2 separate regions of the Pan troglodytes genome follow, and region 1 is linked to region 2. The links are chromatin contacts, called in public Hi-C maps. All regions are on one chromosome and are shown on one strand. Each heading gives the region's core, a stretch centred on a gene start, on an enhancer-like site or on the middle of the called end of the contact. The rest is flanking DNA. Distances are from core to core; before and after follow the strand shown.

Region 1 (5,375 bases), core at 328-2,827, 450 kb after region 2:
CGCCCCCCGCCCCCCCGCGCGCCGGGGCCGTCCTCGCCGAGGCTGGGGCTGCGGCGGACCTGCAGGGGCTCAGCGCGCGGCGCAGGGCGCTGATTTCCGCGGCGACACACAGGCACAGCCCAGCGGGCCGGCCGCCACCATCATCCGCTGCAGCCGCCGCAGACAAGCCGCCGCCGCCGGTGTGCGGCCGCCAGACCCCGCCGGGCGCCGGGCTCCCTCTACCCGGGCAAGGCGGCTCTGGGGGCGCCGGCACCGGCGCGCGCGCCTTACTGCACCTGCGGGCTCCGGCCCCCGGGAGAGGCTCTCGGGGGGGCCACCCCGCCTTTTACATCAGGAATCTGCATATCCCAACAGCGATCACCCAGTTCGCTCACTGAAGTTTGCGGTGCGCCGGGGCTTCGCGGCAGGCGGCGGGATTTATTCTGCGATAGCCTTGATTTGACAGGCAACCCGGGTGAGCTCTGCCATCGCCGTCTTTGGATCCGAAATTGACAGTCTATATCCAGGAAGCGAGAGCGAGGAAGAAAGAAACAGATTTTTCGCATAAGTCACCCAATCCAAGAAAATTATCCCCAAACTAAACCAAGTTGGGTATTTTTAAAAATTGTCCCCTACTCCCGCTTTCTCTCTCCAGTTCCATCTCCTTAATGATATGAAATATGCGTAAATGCTGCTGCCTGGCAGTTGCTGATGCGATTTGAAGGAACGCTTGCTGTTTCCCTAATAAGCGAGGGCGAATATGCAATGGTCATTTTTTAGATGCTCCAATTAGTTTTCATTTGTGTGTTTAATAATCATATCCTCCGTGAACCTTCTATTCACCGAGAAAGCCATAAAGAACTTAGCAGCTCTCATTGATCAGCAACTCCAATACGCATCATGAAAGATTGTCTTACTCGGAAGAAACGAGGCACTAGTGCAGTCGGAGGGAGTGCGCTACCTACAAACGCTCCGGGTCGAGGAGAAATTAAATAACAAGTGGCAAAAATCGTGTACTTCTCACAAACCTCTGCGCTAAACACCGGGTCCCACGGAATCCCGGGTCCTGCCCTGAGCCCAGCGTGGAGCGGGGTCGCCCGAGGGACCCGGGGGACAGCAACCCCCCACAGACGCACACGTCCCGGGGGTCGGCGCGCTGCGCGAGGGATGCCCGCCCTCAGGACTGTTCGGCCCGCGCGCACTGCCGCCCTGGCGGCGCCCCGCACTCCTCCCACTCTCGAACCAGCCTCGCCCGCGGAGCATCCGCGCGCTCTCTGCCTCTAACCTCTGCTGCCAGCGGACGCCACCGGCGCGTCCCGGATCCCGCGCGGGCGAGCGAGCGAAATCCTCTGCCTGCCCTCCCCTCCCCGCCTCCCGCACCCGGGGATGGACTTCGTCACTGAGGCGCCGCGGGAGACAGGTTCTTCCTCCAGCCGGGGCTCCGGGGGCGGGGCCACAACGCCGCGCTAGTGAACCTCAGCTAACGGTTACTAGGCGAGATCTCGCCGCTTGGAAACAGCGACGCCCCGGAGGACTGGGGCCGCCCCCTCCCTCTCCTGGTCCCTGTGGCCTCTTCCCCCGACGCATCCTGGGAAGTGTAGTCCTCTCTGCGCCGGTTAGGGCGGACAGCGCGCGGAACGGACCATAAGTCCCAGGATTCCGCGCGCCCAGAGGGAGTCGCAGCGAGACCTGTACCGGCGTCAGCGGAGCCTGCGGCTCTCGGGGTGAGGAGATCGCGGCTCACCAAGGGCGACTGCCTGCCCACGCGGGCGTTCCCTTGTGACTGAGGCGGGAGCTGGCGTGCGTGGGTCTCTGTAGAGAAAAGCAGTGGAGTTGGAATGGAGACGGTCTCCCAGCCCACCACTGGAATTTCTCCTTCATCGGTCTCTGAGAGTTGCTGTAACCGACATCCTCACCATGCTGTAACCGACATCCTCACCATGCTGTAACTGACTCAAGCTTAAGTTTGTTTCCTACTTAAGTTTTCCTTTTCATTCACATGGATTTTAATTTGTTAAAGTGCAGTTCTGCCAAGTTTAAGAAAAATGCTGGGAATGTGAGCTCACTTCTGCCCTAAGAACCAGCGTCTTCCCATGACCTGCGTCCTAAATTAGAGGACTTGGGTATTTACAGAGAACCAGAGTTTGGAAGCAGGAAGGTGCTCACGCCATGAACAGCTAACCTTGGCCTTCAAACGCAGAAGCTGGTGGCATTTCTCCTAAAACTGCCCGAGATGAACTATGAATCCACTGTGTTCTCAAGTAGCCTATTTCCAATTTAGGGCCATAGCTAGTCTTTGGAAAGAGATTTCAAAATCTCAGTGACTAAGAGGCTGCAAAAGGATGATGGATTGGACGTTTGGAACGTCCTTTCCCTCCCATGCTTTGAGTGTAATCGCTTACTCAGTTCATCTCCCTCAAGTTTTAAGACAATCCTCCGACCTGGTAGGAAACCTCGAAAGAACTGGAAGTGCCAGAGTTTGGATGATTTGTTGCTGCCCGCAGTAATGAAGAGGATTTGAATTGGTCTCATCTTTGTTTTTAAGGAAACAGAATCAACAAATAAGTGAGATGGCACTGTGCTAGGCAACAAGAACACTACCAAAAACAAAAACACGGCCTGAGAAAGGTTTGAGATAGAAGCAAAAATATAGTTGATCAATGATGTCGTGCCATAAAACAGTGCCAAATGAATTATATAAAGACAGTAAGTTTTTGTTGTTCTTTTTGTTTTGTTTTGTTTTGTTTTGAGACAAAACAGGCTGTTGCCCAGGTTAGAATATCGTGATCTTGGCTCACTGCAACCTCCGCCTCCTGGGTTCAAACGATTCTCCTGCCTCAGCCTCCTGTGTAGCTGGGATTACAGATACGCACCACCACACCCAGCTAATTTTTGTATTTTTAGTAGAGACAGGGTTTCGCCCTGTTGGCCAGGCTGGTCTCCAACTCCTGACCTCAGGTGTTCTGCCCGCCTCGGCTTCCCAAATTGCTGGGATTACAGGCATGAGCCACTGTGCCTGGCCAGTAAGTTCTATATAAGAATTCAGAAGAGGAAGAGTTTTTCCAGATAAAATACATCAGGAAAAGTTTCATGGAGGAACTAGGAAATATAGATAGAATTGAGATAAGTAAAGATAAATTGAAAGAGCGTTCTACATGCATTTAGGGAATAAACAAAAGTGTAGATGCAGAAAAGTGGATTTAGAGAACACTAAAGAGAATACCCAGTTTGGTGCAAGGGAGAATTCATATAAGATCAAGAGGACACATGAAAGGTTAGATTGTAGATGGAGCTCAGCATAGGGGTTTGCGCTGTATCCTTAAAATAATGGAGTCATTGATTTTTTGAATAAAAATAAGGGAATAGCAATGAAAGCAGTAATCAAAGCATGAGGTATTAGAAGTCTGGGGTAGTGCTTGAGGCTGCGTTAGAGATAGTGGCAGTGGTCTAGAAAGGAAGAGACACTTTCCAGAGAAAATGTACATAGTTTAGCTCTGAGAAGATCAGTTCATTCCTAGATAAAGTGGGAAGGATGTAAACAATAACTTATATAAAATATATCAGAATAGATACATGATCTAGAAATAGCTGCCCCTATCCAAACTGAGCAAGATGAAAAGAAAGGGTGTAGCAAACACAAATGTATTGAAAAGAAGTCTCTTAAATAGAAATGGATAGAACATATTCATTTCCTAAATTATCTTTAGTATAACTAATGACCCCCATGCTGTACCAGACTGTTAGATGAGTTGGAGGAGTAAGTCTGAGTCAGCCACTTACAATTGTAACCTTAGGCAAATCACTAAATCCTCTGATCTTTACTCTCCTCATTTAATAAAGTATAGCAGTACTCACCCCACAGGATAATTGTAAGAATGAAACAAAGTAATACAATTTGTAAAGCATTAGATAAATGTTAATCATTACTATATGGCAGTAGATAGTAACCTCTACTTGAAAGTGTCAAGACTGGTAGTATCCTTTGGAAATAAGCAGTATTAAAAAGCATGAGTAAAACTCATAATATAATAACATTATGTTGTTGTAATGAATAGCAGTTACTATGTTCCAGGCACTATAAATGGTGCTTTACGTGTATCAGATAATTTAATCTTCACCCCAGTAATAATCCTATGAAGTAGTTACTGTTATTTCCTCATTTTACAGATGAAGAAATGAAGGTAAGGAAAGTTTAAGTAACTTGCCAGGATGTGCCCCATGACCCTTCTCTTCTTTGAAATGTACTGCAGTGAGCTGTTACCACGCCATTAGACTATAGCCTGGGCAACAGAGTGAGATCTCAAAATAAAAAAGAAAAAGCTACCCCAAGTCTTTTCTGTTTATATGCTGTTGGTTATGTAGGCATACCTAGCTGCAAGGAGATTTAGGAACTAGTTTTTATTCTGGGCAACCATGTACCTAACTAAAAATAGAGGATTCTTAAACTGTGGGAAAAAATAAATGGCACTTTACATCCCTTATCTCTCTTAATCCTTACAACAACCCTGAGTAGATAACTTCATTTTAATGTGAGGAAACTGAGACCCAGAAAATAAACCAAGATTATTCAATAAGTGGCAGAACCAGAATCAAATTTAGGTCTGTCCAACTACAGAACCAGTGTTATTAACCACTACTCCCATACCTCCCAACGCAAGACATAGATCCATTTATTATTAAACGATGAGAAAGTAATAGTTGAGTAAGGCAAAGTCTCAGAATTTACTTCCTGAAGTTTCCTAAATAATAAGAGGGAAAAAGTTTCAACAAACAGTAGTAAGGACAGAAGATAAGTTGAAAAACTCATGAAAATTCTCACAAAAAATGCTCCAATTTGGAAAAGTAAAATGTAAGTATACATTTTTAGAGGCTGAGGTGAAGAAGGGGCATACGTTTAGAGAAGATCCTACATATTACTTTAGGTATTCAGCAAAAATAGTTTCACCAGGACCTGCCATCATCAGGGAGGTGGTTGAATGATGGTTGTACTATGCAGAGTCAAAGGAATAATCCAACATTCATAGGTGTGAGATATATCTTTGGCTGCGTGGGATACGTCCTGGAACTGGTCATTTCATAGTACCTTAAGCAAGAGCAAAACCTTGTCTTTTAGTGGAGGCTGTACTTAGTCCCAGTAGATTTCACCCATTTTCCTGCTCTACTCTTTTCCAATATTAGGCTACAGAAAAGTGGGGAGGGGGGGAAACAGTAGTCAGCCACCATATTTTAGCTCTGAGAAGATCAGTTCATTCCTAGATAAAGTGGGAAGGATGTAAACAATAACTTATATAAAATATATCAGAATAGATACATGATCTAGAAATAGCTGCCCCTATCCAAACTGAGCAAGATGAAAAGAAAGGGCGTAGCAAACACAAACTAAAATCCTGAAAGAA
Region 2 (5,202 bases), core at 306-2,805:
TAGGTTTGCCTAATGCAAAGTGTCCCATTGATAGGGATAATAGCAGGCACCACAAACACTTGTTGAAATCATCTTTGCTCAAATGCTAAATAGAGTATCAAAACTAGTTTGAGGCTTCACATTAAGAAAACTGTTACTAATTTTGAGCATGTATAGATCGGGAAGATGTAGAAAGAAAAGTTGAAGGAATGGGGTTATTCAATTTGGGAAGAAAAAAACAAACATATAATCACAGTTCTGCCTTTGAGTGTCCAAAAGCCCTCACCTTAAGGATACAACAAACTCTAAGCCACATGAGCCATAGAACTAAATAATAAACCATTTTTATTTGAGACAGAATAATTTGCTGATGGTGGAGATTGTGAAGGCTGGTATTGGGTCAATAAAGAAAGTTGTAGAAGGAGCTACTCTGAAAGCCTTAAAAAATAAACTAGTTGCTCTCTTCTGTTTGATATAATTATGGTAGTTTCTGGGTTTTAGAGGAGTCCTAAAGAAAATTCTTGAGATGATCTTTTTGGAGAAGCCCTGTGCAACACTCAAAATTACTTAATCCAACAACCATTTCCTGATTAGCTACTAAAAGATGAATAAGACATCCTATGTATCTCATGGGTACTTGCAATCTAGAAGTAAAGTTATATACAAACAACGGTAATACAACATGGTAAGAGTTAAAATGGAAACATATACAGAACAATGACCTTTCTTGGTTAGGATTTACTAGAATATGTGCCAGTTTGACTCAGTAGATGGCAGCAGAGATGCCAGCAAGACCTTCAGTGATTGGAATTGTTTTTATGGGGAAGAAGTGAGGCTGGTCCTATTGTTTCTAGTCATATTTTTCAATATAGTCATATTTTCTGGTTGGAAAGCTTGAGCAGCTCAAGGACCATTCTTGGAGGATTTGTATTCTTAAGAAGATGGCCCTTTAAGGAAAATTTACTCTATATGAAAATATGTAAACATCCAAGCACTTTTTCATATTTAGCTTTTCAGTGAAATAGGGATGAGGGTGGGGTGAGTGGGGTGAGTCCAGGCCTGGAGAGAGGACTTTGTTTTCTAAACATAGCATTTATTTTCAAGGCACTTCAAAGGCTGTATTGTAGTAGGATCCTGCTCTTTATGCAGCAATCCTACACTGTTAGACGCTTGACCAGGCCCCTCGTGGCTTGGCTGACTTTTCTGTTTGTGCTGCTTTGGGCTGAAGCACAGGCTAGTTGAAGAGTTGTTGCTGATGCCGTAACTGTAGCTTTGAAACCTTTTGGCATGCCCAGTGTATTCTTCAGGAAACTAAGAAATGTAGACTTAGAAATAACCCAAGCCAGACAACTTGTTGCCAGATTGTGGGGAGTGTATTCTCCCAAAATCATTGAGATGGTTTCAGAACTAACTGAAGAGAGTGCCTGGTTATTCTGCTTGCACAGTCTTCAAGCCTTGATTCAAAGTGGGGCAATGAGATTAGTACAGAGGTGAAAGCAAGAGGCATCTGTGTATGCCTCTGAAGAGACCCTAGCCTAGGAAGTAATTCTGAGACTTTATTATTTTCTGACCAGAACTGCCAGCTCACGGATCTCCACATACCACTTAGCTTTTGAAGGGAGCCTGTGAGCCAAGGTTAAGTCTTCTTTCACCCCACAGTTGGGGTTTTATTTGTTGTCTTTGTTCCTCAGCTCTGTCTCCATCAAAAACAAAATAATGAGCTTGTTGGTCAAGCAGCTTGTAATTTTCCCAGGTCAGCTGAGTGTCTAGAGGAGGAGAAACAAGGCCTGATGATTCCTGAGTAGGTGAATACATTTAGGAGGACAGAGAATTATTTGTAAGTCAGGGTTTCTCAACCTCAGCACTATTGACAGTTTGGACGGGATAATTCTTTGTTATGTGAGGTTGTCCTGTGGCCTTGTAGATGCAGGACACTAGATGCCAGTAATCACCCTCCCCCACCCCAGCTCCCCTGGCTATCAGAAATTGTGTTAGGCCACGCCCAGTGGTTTGGCGCCACTAGTGTGAGTTTTCCTCATGAGTATAAAAACTCTACCACTCCACAGTTAAATGTCATAGTTACTGGGTGGATCTTCTGTAAACAGGGTCAGAGATAGTAAAGTAAGGGCCTGGACCTCCCTTATTTCTTTCTCCAACATAAATCACTACTTATCATTGCAGATCCAGAAAGCATCTTTTTTTTTTTTTTTTTTTTGAGATGGAGTCTCACTCTGTCACCAGGCTGGAGTGCAGTAGCGCCATCTGGGCTCACACAACCTCCGACTCCCTGGTTCAAGCGATTCTCTTGCCTCAGCCTCTTGAGTAGCTGGAATTATAGGCACGTGCCACCGCACCCTGCTAATTTTTGTATTTTTAGTAAAGGCGGGGTTTCACCATGTTGGCCAGGATGGTCTCAATCTCCTGACCTCATGATCCACCCGCCTCAGCCTCCCAAAGTGCTGGGATTACAGGAGTGAGCCACTGCACCCGGCCCAGAAAACATCTTGAGCTATGTACATGGAAACAAACAAACAAAACAAAACAGGCCTTATCTCACTTTCAACTCAGAAATCTCAGTATCTCAGGGATTCTTGGTAAGACAGAAGTAACTGATGTGCTCAGATTTCTCTTGTAGGCAGAAGGCTATCACCTTCAAGCATGAGCTGCCTGCCTTCTGAACTCTGCAGACCGCCTCTTCTGTTCTCTGGGGGCACATTGGCTTCCGTGTTCCTAGGTTTAACCTTTCTTCTTCCCTTGATCCCTTTATATCTTCAGTTAGGAGCCCAGGCTGTGGAAATGCTTGCCTGGAAGGGTGGGAACCAAAGTGCCCTCAGTGGCTTTAGAATGTGACTTGTTATTGCATCCACTTGTGCCATTTGTCAAAGAGGATGATAGAGACTTGGCTCTATTAGGTGAGAAATTGGCATAGCTATTAAACTGACTGACATTCAAACCAAGCTTTATTACAGAAAGCTACAGAGATGATAGGATTGAAAACATGACCTTTTGCCAGAAAGCTAGTGGGAAATGGGATCATTAACCTTGAAGAAATATTAAAGATGAACCATAAAGGATTACTGAACAGAGAACCTTATACATGTTTTCTACTTCTGCTTAAGACAACAAAAAGAAATTCACACAGGAATTTAATTTAAGTTAAAACTTTAAATTATTGCAGGGAGATGTTTTTGATAGTTAAGGTTTATGAACTTTATAAGGGGTGACAGTTCTGAGGGTGGGTTTGGAGTGCTCTTTAAAGGTCTTTAAGAACTGGCTGTACCTATATCTGACTGATTGGTTGAGGAAGGGCAGGTTCTGTGAGGCAAGGGATCACCTTTTCAGTCCCCCTGCTCTGATGCTTGGATGGCCCAATACACATGTTGTGGTTGACTGTAAGGTGGCACCAAACTTAATTCTCTAAATAAGGACTTGGGCAATGTTCTTCACGGTGTGAGTTACCTGACCAGACTCAACAGATGACAATCTTCTCTCTGCCTTCAGCAGGGCTCTGCACATTTACTTCATAAGCAGTGTTGTGGGTAGGGCTCCCTGAAAAGCTGACTCTGAGACAGAGGTTTGTGTGCAGGCTGTTCATTAGGAAGTGCTCTCCATATCCACACTGTGGAAGGGAAGAGAAGAAAGCAGGGTTGGGCAGAGGGAGAAGCTAAGCTCTGAAGTAGTCCCAGAAAAGAGCTCAGCTGACCACTTGGAATGCACTGAAGCTGGGAGGGCCCTTCTGAGTTATCCCCATTTGGTGTGTGGAGCCAGGCCTTTAGACTTCTGTGGATGAGTCACTGGATGGGGGCTGCCACTGGAAGTAGGCATGACTTGGGCAGGGTAGTTTCCTTCAGCCCAGGAAGTCCCCAAGAGTGCTGATGGCCATGGATCTTGCTCTAGCAGCTTTTCGACCAAGTGGGGGACTAAACTCTTCATTCATGAAACGGGACCTGGGGAGCGTCACAGTGTCCACCACAGCAGCTTCCCCTGGCTTCTACTTGGGTCTGAGTCTTTCCTTCACCCTTTACATAAGAAGCCTTTTCCTCCAGGAACATATTTCCCTTCCCCTCATTCCCACCCAACCCTTTGCCACCCCAGTACAGGGAGTGAGTACAGAGCCACAGATTCTGTTTGTTTTGAAATTTATTCCTCCCTCCCTCTTTCCTCGTCTTCTTCATTTCTCTCTTTCACCTCTCATCAGGCAGATTCATGGCCTCGTGACAGCCAGCCTAGATGGCAAGCTAAATGTCAAGCTGATTTCTTCCTCTTTGGAGAGTTTCCATTCTCCCTTTCGTGGCTGCGAATTCCTTCTCTGTCCTTTGCAAACACCTTGTGGATGAATCCCCATGGCAGTAGTGCAGTCAACAGCATACTGGACTGCAGCCTGTATTAGCTGAGGCACTCGTTTGTAGGAGCTCAGTCAAGGCCTGTTTCCTACATTAGTTCTCCAAAACAGGGAAAGGCCATGGAACCGAGTAATCTCCATAACTCCTTCTAACTCCAGTGTTCAATAATATTTTGATTTGAAGGATTTTCACAACAGGAAATGGCAACAAAAGAGATGCCGGATTCCCTAGTTAGTCTTTGCTTCTTATCTCACCCACATAGAATACCAAAGTCTCTTTTCCCAAATAAACGCAAGATGTGGGATTAGTTATGGCATAGCCTGAAGTGTTTGGGGGAGTGAAGTTTTAAAACCCCAGAACATTTTGGAAACCAGTCTGTATTGAAATCAGCAAGTTCTTAGCAGCTCATCTTGCAGCTGCGCCTAGCCTGTCTGCGAGGCTTCTGTGTAAGGGTAAGTGAAGGTGAATCAGGACTTGTGTTGGGCTGCATTTGAAATGCATGGAGCAGCACACTGCAGCAAGAGAGGTTTCCTGCTGGCTTCATTCTGCTGGCCTCCCTCTCTTTTTATTAATCTTAATTTAATTGGATTTAGCTATCAGTCTTGGTATTTTCTGTAGCGATTTTTTTTTTAAGGCATGAGTTGGAGCCATCGTAAACACGCGCTTAGAAGGAGCTCGGCTCAGATGCCGGGTAGAGACCCCCTTCAAACTGTCCTTTCTGTTCCAGGCTGGGTGTCTCATTCAGTAATGACAGACTGAGAAATTGGCAGCACAGGGTAAAGATAGAGGAGGTAGAAGCAGGAGAGAAAAGGCTAGTGGAAAAGTGAACTTGGCTGTTCAGAGGACAGAGCTGAGTTTATTTGCATAGTAACTCAGGTGT

What was found. A called contact is a pair of places that touch in the nucleus more often than the background predicts.
Region 1: a Hi-C map of stem cell-derived neural progenitor cells shows a contact between it and region 2, with 4 times the contacts expected there. The contact joins the promoter of EML6 here to the enhancer-like site in region 2. A contact is called at or near these places in 1 of 7 Hi-C or Micro-C datasets (stem cell-derived neural progenitor cells), 1 of 1 datasets of contacts at active chromatin or transcription factors (stem cell-derived excitatory neurons) and 1 of 1 other capture datasets (stem cell-derived neural stem cells).

What each region holds. Positions count from the first base shown.
Region 1 is chr12:67,925,403-67,930,777 of NHGRI_mPanTro3-v2.0_pri, forward strand. It overlaps EML6 (EMAP like 6), which reads right to left and starts at 1,578. Exons shown (of 42, transcript XM_063789079.1): 1 at 1,265-1,578; 2 at 375-496.
Region 2 is chr12:67,478,761-67,483,962 of NHGRI_mPanTro3-v2.0_pri, forward strand. No RefSeq gene overlaps it. Among named protein-coding and RNA genes, the nearest start is that of CLHC1, 46 kb to the left of the region's middle. Within about 2 kb of position 1,556, at least 9 of the 24 cell types and tissues checked have an H3K27ac peak or open chromatin away from gene starts, as enhancers often do. A contact at or near this core is called in stem cell-derived neural progenitor cells, where this site is marked.